Regions from separate parts of the Triticum aestivum genome. Here region 2 is linked to region 1. Evidence: chromatin contacts called from public Hi-C data. All regions are on one chromosome and are shown on one strand. Each heading gives the region's core, a stretch centred on a gene start, on an enhancer-like site or on the middle of the called end of the contact. The rest is flanking DNA. Distances are from core to core; before and after follow the strand shown.

The links. A called contact is a pair of places that touch in the nucleus more often than the background predicts.
Region 2: a contact with region 1 is called in a Hi-C map of leaf, with 3 times the contacts expected there. The contact joins the promoter of LOC123137121 here to the promoter of LOC123137118 in region 1. A contact is called at or near these places in 2 of 5 Hi-C or Micro-C datasets (both in leaf).

What each region holds. Positions count from the first base shown.
Region 1 is chr6B:344,113,995-344,121,671 of IWGSC CS RefSeq v2.1, forward strand. LOC123137118 reads right to left here and starts at 4,753. Exons shown (of 2, transcript XM_044556718.1): 1 at 2,835-4,753; 2 at 122-2,690. The coding sequence starts at 2,251. The coding sequence ends at 710. It overlaps LOC123137117 (LRR receptor kinase SERK2), which reads right to left. Exons shown (of 11, transcript XM_044556717.1): 11 at 6,435-7,005. The coding sequence ends at 6,694.
Region 2 is chr6B:344,627,649-344,635,325 of IWGSC CS RefSeq v2.1, forward strand. It overlaps LOC123137121, which reads right to left and starts at 3,488. Exons shown (of 3, transcript XM_044556721.1): 1 at 3,045-3,488; 2 at 2,709-2,897. The coding sequence starts at 3,354.

The DNA.
Region 1 (7,677 bases), core at 3,503-6,002:
CATCATTTCATAGACGGCTGGTGTGTGCCTGTGTGGACGCATGTCCGATTTGCGTCCACACGGACTAGCCGCGTGTCTGCTGTATGTCAGCCTCAGGCCCGTGTGTTGGGCAGCGTGTCTGCTCGGTGTCAGCCTCAGGCCCGTGTGTCGGTTGCCCAACCACTGCCGCTGGTCCTGATAAATGTTATGCGCGCGTTCGGGCCCGCATGCCAGCGAGTGGAAGGCTGCAGAGGGGAAAATATTAGGTGCTTATTAGGTGCTCCGGAAGCACCTAAGCTTAGGTGCTCCCGTGTGAGCTCAGCCGTTGGATCTTAGATCCAAGAGCTCCTGTGAAATGATGAACATTTTTGCAAAAAGCCCTCATAAAATCTAAAAAATGCGCACAAGTACAGCAGCTCCTTGTTTGCTGTTGGATCTGAGATCCAAGGGCCCAGAAGTCCGTATCATGGGAGCACCTATGCTCCCGTATCACAGGATACTCTCCCGCTGCAGAGTCCATGCGTCTTTTCTTCCCTACTCCCGTCCACGTCTAGTCACGCCGGCCGACACTGACCCTAGTCGCCATGGGTGGCTTCTTCGGCAAGGGAAAGCACAACCCCGGGGCCAGCTCGTCGCACGGTCATGCCAAGGGGAAGGGCTCTGTTAGGTACCAAATATATGTATCACACGATCTATAGCACTCACACAAGGATTCTTGTCTTAGCAATGATTATAAGAGGAATGGGAGAGGAAGGGGAACTGAGGTAAAAGAAGAACAGAGAGCCGCCGCCGCCGGGTTCGTGATCCTACGCGGATACCTCGTCCAGCGCTTGGGTCCTGCTATTTTTAGTAGTTGCAGCTGTAGCTGCTCCTCCGACGGCAAGGTAGCTGGGCCTAGCCCATAGCCGGCACATGGTAGCAGGGATGCTGACATCCCCTCCCCCTTAACAATCGGCTTGCCCCCAAGCCGGTGCCGTTTCTCCGCTGATTTCATAGGAGTGTTTCCTTGTAAACACCAACCTGAGCATATGCATAGTGCAATAAGCAAGCCGAGTAGAGCAGGTACTTGCATGCCTTGAACATTTGCAAAGTTCAATCCTCCTGGATCCCATTGCTCACAAGAAGAAAGTGCTGGCAGAACTAACTTTACTGCACAATGTTCATTGCCTTGTACTCCCTCAGATTTGAACGCCTCAGACATGTAGCAAGGAGACTTGCAATAATGGTCCTGGAATAGATACAAGTCATCAAGTGAGAGCAGCCCATAACTGAATTGTCGCCCCACGATAATGGCTTGAGGACCATCTTCAGGACTAGAGTTCATTGCATGCCAGCCATAGGTAGCAGGACTTCTAAAATTCCATGGCATCATAAGCCGCATAAAAAATATCACTTCGGACGGCTGCAGTCCCAAGCTACCCAGATCCCAGACTTTGTTCAGTTTTGTGATGCTAATCCCATACCTCAACGGATCTGGGAGAAGTAAGCTGAGGAAGCACCAACTATGTGCAACAAACTGGACCAACACAAGAACCATATCACCTAGATCCCCTGATATCAACACTGTTTGCTGAACAACTAGGTACTGCAGTATTCGTAGAGCATCGATCAGAACTGGTAGGTCACCCAGGTCCCATGCAATACGCCAACGAAGTGTAGCACCATCAAGCGAACAACATGTGTCATTGCCGGGATCCCATGGCAGCAACAATAGCATACAGAAGGTGGCTCTGCTTGTCACAAGGTGACTCATACCAACAAATTGTAGATTGTTACATGGATCCCAAGGAAACAACAGCAGATGACATGTAACTATACGTGTACCCCAAGAACTACCAAGAACAGTAAAGTTCCATATTGTGGGTGACAGTAAGAATGGTCGCTGCAATGTGCAAGCCCTGCTAAAGCGCCCAAACATGAGAAACCCAGCTCGAGGGAATGGCAGCCACGCGATTTGCCAGTCAAATTGCTCAAAAATTAGCAATACTGAGCTAGAGCGATATTGAAACTGGGCCATTGAACGAGTGCTCACCATATAATCAGATCCGCATTTGGCATGTGCCAGCTTACCACTTGGAGATTGCCTGAGCTGCACTGTCGAGTCCCCTGGCAGAAACACCATGTTGGTAGTTGGGAATGCCACTTTGGATAAGAGGCTTCCATTGTCACCCAACTGCTGCACCAATAAACTGACACATGTTGACTGAGGTTGAAGACTTGATATAGGGAAATGGGAACCGAGAGGCCATGGAATGGTCCACTGAGGATTCATAACGAGTGTAAAGAATTATTCCATGGCATAAGATCTTGAGTTGGTGACCATGTAAGTCTAAACGACCATCCATCTGGACGTACTACAAAGGAAGGCCATGGCTTCAGGTCACATGATGTCTCTATGAATTTCTGTAACTTCCCAAGTTGAAGAGAATAAGGAGACTGCTTATGGAACCAACTGCTCTGCATATGAGACACATCCATAGGAAACAAGAAACTTAGAATCATGCTCCTAAGCTCTGCTTCATCAGGTGGACGCCACTGTTGTATATGTTCATTTTGCCAATAACTCCAAGAGTTCCCAGTAGAACAGAACGCGAACCAAAAGTTTGCCAAAGCAGCTCGTAAACAGGCTGATTCCGAATGACACTCGAACGACGGACACGACATTGGGCGTAGCACCTGACCCTTTAACTGTAGATTCAGAGTTGTAACAACTGCACTCCTGGAGAAATATCCAATATGAGTGATAATAGGAGATGTGGATAGCAGAGATTCCAAATAAATGGCACAATCGGCGGACTCCAAGCCTGTCTTTCTACTAGCCGAACAAGTAGCAGCACGAGTAATGAAATTCTTACATCTCAGTATGGAAAGTAGCCATTTTTGCAATTCGCTCCATAACCTTGGTTGATAGTCAGGTGGCCACCACACATAGCCAACATCATCAGTCGTGGCTATGCCAAGTACCTGAATATCATTGTTCCCTGCAATTTGCACTTGAATGGGAGGCGGCCATGGCTGTGGTTCAGTTTCCTTCCGCAATGGTGGCAGGAGCGAGCCTTTGCTCTCAACAACAAGATGAACGCCATGTGGTCGATGCTCTGTGCATGCAGTTGGCTGCACCCGGTCGTCACCGTGGACGAGGGCAACCGAAGGCACCGATTGCGCCGGGCGTGTGACCCACAAAATCAGGGATGCATCAGCAACGTCAGCGTAGTTGTTGGCAATGCCAGGGTTGTACCTCGAGAGCATCGGAGGTACAGGGGTGGCAAGTTTGACATCGATGGTGATGTCAACAGCCTGGTACTCCTTCTGGTCTTCCGGTTCGGCCATTGGAGGGTTGGGCGTGATGTCCTTGAGGTCGACCGCATGCTCAAGGAAGATGGCAGTAGGGGCGTCACGTCCTTTGTTGCCAAAGTCGGTGGTGGCAACCTGCTGCGAGCATTCCGTCGAACATGTTATAGGCGCAAACTTGATGCAGGCAGAGGACGTGTCATGGAGGACCTCGAAGACCTCCTGGGCCTTGGTGGTGAAGGGGACGCCGGGGAAGATGGCGAGCTCAGTGACAACTTCTGGAATTGCCGCCATCAATGTGTACTCGGCCGTGCCCACGATGGGGACGTGGCCGCTGTCGAGGGAAGACTTGGGGGATGTATCGTGGACGTGAGGTGGCGTGCTGATGGCCCCGACGGACTCGTCGTCGTGACCAGAGATAGCCACGGTGGAGTTGTTGAGGTCGACCACGGGCTCGGGGCCGAACGCGCGGCAGTGTCACGGTTGTCCTTGACAACGGCTGGTGAAGGAGAAGCCGGGGCCGGCAACACGTCGAGTGTAGCGTACCACATTTGCAGGCGACAACATCGGTAGTAGATGCAGCGGCCATCCCAGTACGCGAACGCGTGAGCTGCTGCGTGCGCCGAAGTGAATCGGACATCCGCCGCTACACAAGGCTCTCCTTCCTCCGATTTTGTTTGGGGATACACCACCAACTGCTCTACATCAAAGGGAGCGAAGAGGGAATACACTACATCAGTAGTGATAGGGTAAATCGCTTGCTCCACGACCAAGCTGAGAACCTGATCTGAGGACATTTGGTGGCTAAATATTTGATCGAACAGGTTTAAGGTGGTGATTGAGGAAAAAAAATTGAGGCAGGAAAGATGGTGGACTGGCTCTGAATACGAAATGTTAGGTACTAGATATATGTATCACACGATCTATAGCACTCACACAAGGATTCTTGTCTTAGCAGTGATTACAAGAGGAATGGAAGAGGAAGGGAACAGAGGTAGAAGAAGAACAGAGAGCCGCCGCCGTCGGGTTTGTGATCCTACGCGGATACCTCGTCCAGCGCTTGGGTCCTGCTATTTGTAGTAGTTGCGGTTGTAGCTGCTCCTCCGACGGCAAGGTAGCTGGGCTTAGCCCATAGCCGGCCCATGGTAGCAGCGATGCTGACAGGCTCACCGGCCATGGGACCAGTTGTACATCTCAGTGCATCGGGCGCAGTACTGGGAGTACCGCCGCCGTGGCCGAATGTCAACCTCCTGCACAGTTGGCATCTCGACCCCCACCGCATCCCAGTGCCGTACTCGGAGCGGGTGCGTGCGGAGATCCGCAAACGGCGTGTCATCCTCACGCTGGAGCAGCGCACCGACCTGGCATACGCGACAGACAGTCCCAACTAGGACGTCTGATTCACCACTGAGTACAATGTGCGCCGCCGCGGCGCCGTTCAGGTCGAGGCCCGCCCTCCACCGCTGCCGCCAATGGTGAAAAGGACACGAAGGCGAAGGCGGAGTACCAGGCTGCACTAGAGGAGACACTCCAGCGCGAGGAGGGCACACGATGGCCTGGAGGAGGCGCTCTAGCTCTGCGTGACCGGCAATTGCGTCTACCCGCCACCGCCACCGCCACCACCAGCACCGCCGGCACCCGCAGACCTCAGAGCTGGGCTAGTTTTTTCTTTTAAGTTTTTATTTATGTTTTATCTTTCCCTAATTTTTTTTTTAATAATAAAGCACCTAGCGTTTCTGGTCGCCCGTCGCGGCATTTTGCAGAAAAGTCCCTCTGTTTAAGAGAATTCAACCCACAGTCCTATTTTAAGTGAGGACGAATCGTTTTTTTCGCATTTTATACAAAACCCCCTACATTTCATGCCAATTAACCCACAATCCATATTAAGTCACTGTGAATCATTTTTTTTAGTTTTACAAAACAAACCCTGATATATGTGTTAATGACCCCACGGTCTATTAAGAATAAATATCTTTTTTTAAGTAACCATATCTATTAAACCGTAACTCCAATTTTAACATGTTATATATGAAAGTGTATTAGAAAAATGTTTAGAATATTAATATAATGTTATTTTTACACGTCAACTATTTTTAAATTCAGTTTAGGAACATATTTAAATGTTTTAAAATAATATTCATAACTTTTAAGCCGCAACTCCAATTTTAACATGTTATATATGAAATTAATTAAAAAATGTGTAGAATATGAATATGATGTTATTTTTACATGTCAAATATTTTTAAATTCAGCTTAGAAACAGATTTAAATGTTTTCATAACTTTTAAACCGCAACTCTAATTTTAACATGTTATATGTGTAATTAATTAGAAAAATGTGTAGAATATGAATATGACATTATTTTTACACGTCAAATATTTTTAAATTCAGCTTAGGAACAGATTTAAATGTTTTAAAAATATATTCATATCTTTTAGATCGTAATTCAAATTTTAACATGTTATATATGAAAATTGATTAGAAAAATGTGTACAATATCAATATGAGGTTATTTTTACTGGTTAGTTAACCATTTTTAAATGTTGTTTAGGTACAGGTTCAAATGCTTTAGAAAATATTTCTATCTTTTAAACCCTAACTTTAATTTTAACATGTTATATATGAAAATTGATTAGTGACGTTTCACAAGTGGTGTTTTTTTTCGTAGCAACGCACTGGGCCCTTTTACTAGTGTATAATTATGTTTGAAGTGGACTTTGGCAGGTTTTAGTGTTTAATTATATTTTATTAATCTACATGTTTTTAAATTTGAATAGTTTATATTTCTATTTAGTTATTTTTCTAAAACAACACGGGCTAGCGTTGGGCCCACCTGCGACCCAATTCAAAAACCGGATACACGCATCTGCTCAGCCACTCAAACAAACAAAAAATACATCCGTTTGCGTCAGCCGGTTGGAGTTGCCCTAACACCTCTTTTTTTTTTTGCGTATGCCCTAACACCTCTTTGATCTCACACACACTGGATAGGGTTTGATACGGCCGGTTGTGATTTACTTCCTCAATATCAACATATAAGACGTTTTTTGCCACTGTCATAGTGTCAAAACATGGTCCTATATTTTGATAGAGATTACACTGACTGACAATAGCTTTGAAGACACCACAAAAGAAGAGAAATGAATGTCTATGCACCGACAAAGGGATCACAGAATAACACATTGCACTTTTATCAGATTGATACAACAGTGCCTTGCAAATTCAACACAAAATGTATGCCTTTCACCTTAACAAATGACTGCAGCCTAGCATAACTTCTCAGTGTGGAGGAGAATGGGGGGAAAATGCATCCTTTAAAATTGTCATTAAACAAAAGAGTACAAGCTACCTTTCATATTCACAAACAACAATTAGGCTGAATGACTGATCAAATGGTGATTTTTGCCTATGCCAGGACGTTGGTCATCTTGGGCCAGACAGTTCCACGGCGCGGAGGTTATATGTGGAGTCAACAATCCAGTCGTTGCGAAGAGGAGCCAACTCTGCCTCCTGCCTGACCACCTCCACCTTCTGCCATTCCTCCCATCTCTCTGCCAAGCCGTCACCTTCCAGCATCCTCACGACCTCCGACATCTTGGGGCGCTCCACTGGCGAGCCCTGCGTGCACAGCAGCGCTACCTGGATCAGAGATTCCACCTCGGTCTCTTCATAGTTGCTCTGCAAGTCTGGGTCCACCAGCATCTCAACTTTTTTCTCCTTCAACAATCCTTTCACCTGTAGAATTGGCAGTTGAATTAATCATTTGCCCACTTTTTACTGATAACAGAGTATAATGCATCCCATGTGATACAACTGGTTGTCTCTAGTGACAGCATATTAGCACATTCTGTCCTGGAAGGATGAACTGCCAGCTTGTCACTCACCAATGTATACCCTCTTATATAACAAGTTAATGGGGCTAAGGACAGCTCATTATTACATGGGCTTGGTAACAATCATTTATAAGAAATCTTAAAATCCCAAAACAGCATGATCATGAGAAAAACATTAGATGTGGTGATGACAATAATTTACGCTCACTCTTGAGCATGGTTTTCACTTTGTACTTTTCATCAGAATTTCATTAATTTTGATACATAATGAAATAATTGTCTTCCCGTCAAACTATTTCAGCAAGTACTGTACAACAACAACAAAGCCTTTTTGTCCCAAACAAATTGGGGTAGGCTAGAGTTGAAACCCATAAGATCTCAAAACCAACTCATGGTTCTCGCACGTGCATAGCTAACTTCCACACACCCCTGTCCATGGCTAGTTCTTTGGTGACATTCCATTCCTTCAGATCTCTCTTAACGGACTCCTCTCACTTTAAGTTTGGTCACCCGACCTCTCTTGACATCATCAGCATGCTTTAAACGTCTGCTATGCACTGAAGCTTCCTATAGA
Region 2 (7,677 bases), core at 2,238-4,737, 510 kb after region 1:
AGGGTTCGTCATCGATGTAGTCGATCACACGGGTACCGGCAGCGGCCTCGGGGTCTACTAGAAAGAAGTAATGGATGGGAACACAATAAATAACAGAGCAATCAAAGCCTCACAAAGCATAACATGTCAATACGCGGTGCTAGGTGTGCCCTAACGCAGTGCGAGGTGATACCGGCGAAAGGGGAAAACATCCCGGAAAGTATTCCCGGTGTTTTGCGTTTTCGGACAGATGAACCGGAGGGGGAAAGTTGCCTGTTTGCTATGCTAGGGATGTGTGGCGGATGAACGGGCTATGTATCCGGATTCGTCTCGTCGTTCTGAGCAACTTTCATGTACAAAGTATTTTCATCCGAGTTACGGATTATTTTATATTAATTTTTAAAGTTTTAAATCATTTTCTAAATTATTATTACTAAATTAATTCGAAATTAGCATTACTGCATCAGCATGATGTCAGCATGACATCAACAGTCAACAGAGGTGTTGACTGGTCAAACTGACGTGAGGGTCCTGCATGTCATAGTCTCAGGTTATCTAAACTGGGTTAATTAGACTAACTAAGTGATTAGGCTAATTTATTTTAATTAGATTAGTTAAACAGGATTAATTAACTTAATTAACTCATTAATTAATTAATTAATAATTAATTTATTCATTCTAACATTTTTTTCTCTCTTTTTTTTAAGAAAAACGTTCTGGGGCGGGGCCCCCCTGTCATTGGCCTAGGGGGCCTTAACGGGTCGGGAGAAACGGGCGCGGGCGCCAGCCCGCGGGGCATGGTTGCGGGCAACGGGCGCCTGGGCGCGCGCTCGCCGGCAGGGAGTGCTGCGGGGCGAGGCCAGCGGCCAGGGTGGTGCTTGCGCGTGGGCGTGGGCAGGAGGAGTGAGGGCGCGGCGACCGTGGGCGGTGCGCGACCCGGCGTGGCGAGGCATGGCCCTGGCAGAACCAGGCGTGGCCACGGGCGCAACCACAGCGCGGCCGGGCGCATCGGCGAGGCAAGGGGCGGCCAAGGCGGCAGCAGTGGGGCAGTCCGGCAATGGCGGTGAACGACGGGCGCGGCTAAGCAGCAGTGGCAACAACGGCAGCTAGAGGCGGAAGCGAGCAGAAGGAAACGCGGGAGGGGGTTCGGGGTCCTCACCCCACGTTGCAGGGGTTCAGTGGCGAGGCTCGGTAGAGCCGTCGAGGGGGAGGCGAGGACGAGCAGTCTGGCGAGGGGAAGGATGGGGACTAGCGACGGTGACGATGTGGTCAAGGCGGAGAGGCTCCGGCGAGGTGGCTCTCCAGGCGGCGGCGAAAGGCGCGCTCGATCCAGTCGGCAGGGTCGTCGGGGGCGGGGACCTGGTCGCCCCGATCCCGATCTGGATTGGGGGAGTGGGGGGAGAGAGCGAGTGGATCATGCGGGGGGGAAGGACGAGTGGTGAGCGAACCGCTAGGGTTCCGGTTGCCAATGGGGATAAGGGTGCGATGGGGGCGGCTGGGCCTACGGGCTGGTAGGTTGGATTCCCAGTTGGGTCAGTGGCGTGCTGGGCCGGTTGGACCTGGGAGGGGGGGTTGTTGTTCTCCTTTTGTTTGTCTTGTTTTTCCTTTTCTTTTATTTATTATTTTCTGTTTTCATTTATAATTTCTTTTATTTTAGTTTTATAAAATACCCAGTGAGCACCTAAATTAGTATTACTAATCAGTCCACTGCCACAATTATTTTGGCACGCTACTAATTTAGGTCTATTATTATAACTTGAAAAAGGCATTTAATTAATTGTTTTTGCTGTCATTTCTATTACTTTAGTGCATTTAAATATTTTATTAAAAGATAATTTATTCACCATCATTTACTATGGATTATTTGACACATTAGGAACGGTTTAGTGTTGACTTTTGAAAACTTTAATTATTTTAACTTAAATTCATCATTTAAATTTGAATCGTTTCGAACTAACGCGAGATTATTAACAGTAACCGAGGTGGTGTGGCATTGTTAACGTGGGATTACTTTAACCAAATTATCCGGGCGTCACAACACGTCAATTAAAAGTGGACATAGTCATTTACATAGTCAAAGGCCAAAGCTTAATTTTGACAGAGCAAAAGATAAGTAAACAATATAGTTTCTCCATGTGGGGAAGATGACCAAATATACTCTGTTTTCCTTATACTGCAGGTTACTAATTGGTACACGTGTCACAAAAAATCAATTAATTCATCAAGCTAATCTGGCAAATTATTGGCACACGAAAATTAGTGAAAATGCTAAAACATCCACCACAGCCAAGTAATCACACGTATTGAATACACTTTCCATCTATATGGAAAAACAATATATTCAAACAATCCAACAAACATTTTGTTAGCAAATCAATCAGAGTGAGAGAGAGAGATCTGGAAGAAGGAATTGTAGAAGTGCATGCTCTAGCCAATGCAACCAAAAGACCGATCTTATGAAAGAGACTAGACAACACATTATACGTCAATACTCTCCCTCACGTGTGGCTCCCTTAGGTCTAAAGGTGGAGCGAAAGTGGGCTGCAATTTAATTGTGCCAGCCGGGTCTTGAACTCAAGACCTCTTGACTCCGATACCATGCGAAAGTGCATGCTCTAACCAATGCAACCAAAAGACCGATCTGATGGAAAAGATTAGATAGCACATTATACGTCAATAGGAATTGGTGACAGTTCCCATGAGGCAACCAGAAGAGAGGATAGAAATACCAGGTGCAGCAAGGAGGAGTAAATTGCGGCGTGAAGAAGACTGGCAGAGGAGTACATATGGATCCAGCACCGTTTCGCTGTAGGTCCGCAGCCGCTCAGCACCGCTGCAGCAGGCGGTTGTGGCCGTTGCTCCCTTCATTCCGTCGACGATGATGCAGAGGTGTCCCCGGCGGCAGCCTGTGGCCGCTTCTAACACCAGAAGATCTAGAAATCAGAACAGACTCAAAATGGAGAGGAGAAGTGGGGAGAAAGAATACCTATAGCTGCCATAGACAGTAGGAACACTAAAAATGTGAATTAATTTAGAGAGGAAAGGGATTAGAAAGAGGAACTCACGGGGGGAGGTGCAAACAGAAGAGACGGGGAATGATTTGTGACGAGGCGTGATGGCTGCTGCTCCCCTCCTTTCGTCGATTCCGGATCGAGGCCACGCTCCTCGGCTCGAGCTCCTCCTGCCCCAGCTGGATCGAGGTCGACGGGCGCCGACAGAGCACGAGGAAGCCGTATTTGGGCCACCATGCGAGACGGACGAGGCATGGCTGGCTGCTGCCCCTGCTCCCCTCGTCCCGCCGAGTCGAGGAGAGGGGTGGCGACGAGGAGGGACCGCCACGGCGAGCGGGACGGGCGGGGCTCGAACTCCGTCCATCGTCCAGGTTTCGGATCCGGCACTGCTCTCCGCCGCCTCCGCTACCTCTAATGCTCTGGTTGCGCGCCAGCGGCGGCTTCTCGAGGATCACAGCCTTTCCAGATCCACGGGAAGTCGCTGCTGGGGGATTTGATGATTTGCCCCACTTTACAAGGGTTTTATGATTTGCCCTATGATTGTCTCAATGACAGTGGCCCCAGATCCCATCCGACAGCCTCTCGGGGAGGGGCAAATGATCAAATGGAGAAGTAAAGTGTGGCCCCGCCTCCTCCGGAGGGAGAATTGATTTTAACCCCCCTATGCGCTACACTTCTATCTTTTACCCCTTTGTTCGTTCGCCTTGCTCTGAACCCTCCTGTTGCGACATGTCTTTTGCTGATTGCCCCCTTTGCGCTGTTATCTTTACTTTTAATGGACGAGTTGTTGAATAGTCCCTCCACTTTCGACATATTTTTTTCGCCTGGTCTTTTTTCGTCTCCCTTCCCACCATCCGACCGGTTTACTTTTTTCCACTATTTCCTTCTAAACAAACACTTTCCTACTGTACAAAAAGAGGCAGATCCTAACTTTCCTAACTTATCCAAATCAAGCGATCCATCTCATCAATGCAATTTGCTAGAGGAAACAAATAACAAATTTTATGAAAACAAATAACTGACATTACGGGGGGGGGGGGGGGAATCAATTTACTAGTACTCCTACATCACGATGGAATCAGAACTTTCCTAATACTCCTACATAGCAAATCACCACATATTCACTTGTCGTGGCTCCCGTTCCATGAATAAGAAATTCCCAGCAGCTTCGACCCCTTTCACACCCGACCATGGCGCCGCTGCCCATCGCCGCCATGCCACACGCGAGGGGGCTCTGCCAGTCGGACCTAGCCGCCTTGCTCCCTCGCGCCCGTGTGCTGGGGAGGACATCGCGCGATGCAGACCGCTGGCCGCCGCGTGCGCTGGGCACGTCTCAGCCGGGAGCAGAGGTATCGGGGCCGGGGGCCACTGCGCGCACTATGCGCTAGCCGTGCCTCCAGTGGGTCAGTGCAGCCAAGGTCGTCGTCTCGTCGGGGGCAACGTGCGGGTGCGGGCGTCACGGGTCGTCGTCGTCGTGGACGGTGAGCATGCTGAGGCTGTCGCTTGCCCGTGCAGGCCGGGCGTCGAGCCGCATCAACGTCGTTGAGGTCGCCGACAGCGGCAGGTGCTAGGGGCTTCCTCCGCCGCGTGATGCGGCTGTGCTGCGGCTGTGCTGCGGAGAGCCGGGTCGAGGGCCACTCGTAGGAGCAGCGCGTCGTGGCTGTGGTCTCCACCACGACGGGAGGACTGGTGCTACTGCATGCCTCTTCCACGAGGATATTATTGCTGCAGTGATAGCGAGCGGCACCGACCGGTAGTACCAGCCCCAATGATGGATGGACCAGGAGAGACATTGAAGCCGTGGGCACATAGTACAATCAGCCGATGAACTCTCCACTGAGCTCATAAGAGTAAAAAAGCTCTCCCTCTCCTGCCGGTTTGCATCTCAATTATTTATTTTTGCTGCTCGATGTTCTACATATCAATGCATTCACACGGTGATACAACTTGATTCAAGTGCTTGCATACAAGTAGAATTGCTATTTTTTGTGCCAAAAATTGATTTGTTATCCTGAACTTTTGTCTGCTTGTTTCCACTGTGATGCAGACAGAAATGATATATTATCGGGTAAATTATGCATTAGCTGAGAGCGGTATGAATTTATATTGGGAATAAAAAAGCTATTTTCTTTAGTTGTACTGCTCTTGTTTATGTATGTTGAATTACAAGCGACCAATGAGCATGAAGATATAATGATCAGTGATACAAGTGGTAGTGATAGGGAGGCTTTTGTGAGACAAGTCCCGACTCCCCTCCCTAGGGTCCCCCCCCCCCCCCCCCCCCCCGCCGCCGCCGCCGGGCGCGCCCCGCTCCCCTCCCCCTCTCCTCTTCCCCCTCCTCTTCCCCTCCCCTCCCGCGGCGCGCCCGCGCGCGCCCGGGGGGTCCCCTGTGCCGCGGCCCTCGGCCCCATCTCCCTCCCCTCCCCCCCCCCGCCGTCGTCGGCGCGCTCCGTCAGGCAAAGCCCGGCGGGCAAGGCGGCGGCGGGGCCCTCCTTCCCTGTCCGCTTGAGGGCGCCGGTGCGGGGCGGCCCCTTTGAGCGACGGTGCTGGATGCCCGCGGAATCCAGTGGCGCGGCGGCGGTCTCGCGGGGCGGCGGGGTGGCCTGCTATGGCAGCGCTCCAGCGAACCTCGGGCTGCGCGCTCCGGGGCGGCTGCGGTGCTCCCGTCTCGGGAGGTGGCGCGCGACCGGTCTCGGGCCGGATCCGTATGGATCTGGCTTTGGTGGCCGGCCGGTGGCGCCTGGCTCCGGTGGTGCGTGCCCGGAGGCTCCGGCGCTCGGAGCCCGCCGGGCGACGCGGGTAGGGCAGCGGCCGGGCGTGGCTGCTGCTCCGGCCGTGGGCGGCGACTTGGGTAGGCCTCGGTGGCCTACCAATGTTGTGGCGGCTTCACGGTGACTCGACGGATCTGTCTGCGGCAACGGCCGGCTCCTCCGGCGTCGGTTTGTCTGCGTTCGGGCCGTCTCGTCCTTCACCCCATCTCCTCGTTGCCTGGGCACTACTCCCATCAAAGGGCTGGTCCTTTCCCAGCTACGATCCACCGCTCGTCTCGCGCCCGATGCCGCAGGACAGAGCTCGTCTTGCACATGATGCAGCAGGACCGGGCTCGTCTCGCGCATGATGCAGCAGGACCATCCTCGTCTCGCGCACGATGCAGCAGGACCGAGCTCATCTTGCGCTTGGGGTAGCAGGATGGGTCGGTGGATGCCGGCTCTGACCGACCTATTGGGTCTCGACGCTGGGGGTTGCCCAGGGGCGCGAAAGGTTGGACCTTTCCGCTCGTCTCTTTCGTTGGGGTGCGCCGGGTCACGAGTGAGGTGGTGTCGAGGTCTTGGATGCTGGGGCGGCAGCCCTGGTGGTGGTGGTGGCGCGGTGCTCTTGGACAAAGCACGCGCCTTGGTTTTGCCCGCTCATCATGGCCGTGTGGGCGGCGTGGTTGCCGGGGTGTGGCGTTCGATGGCGGTGAATGTTGGCTGAGGTGAAAACCTGCTCTTTCTTCAGAGGGACCGGCGGCGGCGAAGATCGCTCCCTTCTTGAAGGCGTCGGCGCGGCTCTCATTGTCCGGCATGCGGCTCCGGGGGAAACTTTGATCCTTGGATCGGGCGGTGGCGGCGCTCCGGCGTCGTTTCCTTCCTAAAGGCGCCGCCTTGGAGCGCATGGTTCGTCATATGTAGCTTCATATCTTCGGGATGGTAGTGCTAGGAGTAGTGTTGCTGCGCTCAGCGCCTCTGTATCCTGTCCTGGGTGTGTGCGTGTGTTGTGGTGGCGTTGCATGTGGTTGTACTGGATGCTTGTGGGTTGTTGCTTTATATATAAAGCGGGGCGAAAGCCTTTTTCGGTATAGGGAGGCTTTTGTGTCAGCTTGTTTATTTTCGTTTTTGATACATGGATACTGAATTCATAGCTCTCCTGGGCAATCAGTACACGGCCATAAGTCTGATCGATGTGGCGGGCAATCAGTACACGGCCATAAGTCTGATCGATGTGGTGGGGATGGTCTCTGATGTTGGATAATATCTGTTTTCTCTTCTTGATTGTAGGTCGGTCTCATAGAACTTATATGCCTATGCTTTGGTTAATGCATACTCACTACGGGTATGGTCTATTATTGATGTTCATACACAGAATTGGTTTTGCCAAATTATGTTCGATTAACATGTTGTTATAATAATAGAAAGCTTTTGCAAAATTCTGCATGATGTCGTATTAAGCTTGATGGAACTAACCTCCCAAAAATGGCAATCTCTATTGGTGTTTTTTTTATCTCTGTTGATAAGTTTTGATCTCAGGTTGCACGTAAAGTTCTTGACCCATATCCTAAATACCACATATAATCTTTGGTTGTTACTTTGAATACATATGATGTTGAATCTGTCTCCTTTGGATCTCCAAATGATTTGCAATGTTGGATACCAGAAAATAGATTGAGCAGCCATCACACATTAGACTAATAATATATGGCATGTTACCTGGCCGTTCTCTTTATACACAATAGTATAGTTATATATACCAACTGTAGAAAAATATTCATTTGCCACTGAAACTTATATTTGTTTTCTATTTCGGAAATTAAGAGCATCTACAATCGGACCCCTCAAACATCCCATTTGAGAGTCCGGTCATTGTCCTGGACAGAAAAGAGAAGAAAAAAGGCCACCCAATCACAATCCCTACTTTGTCTTGGCATGTC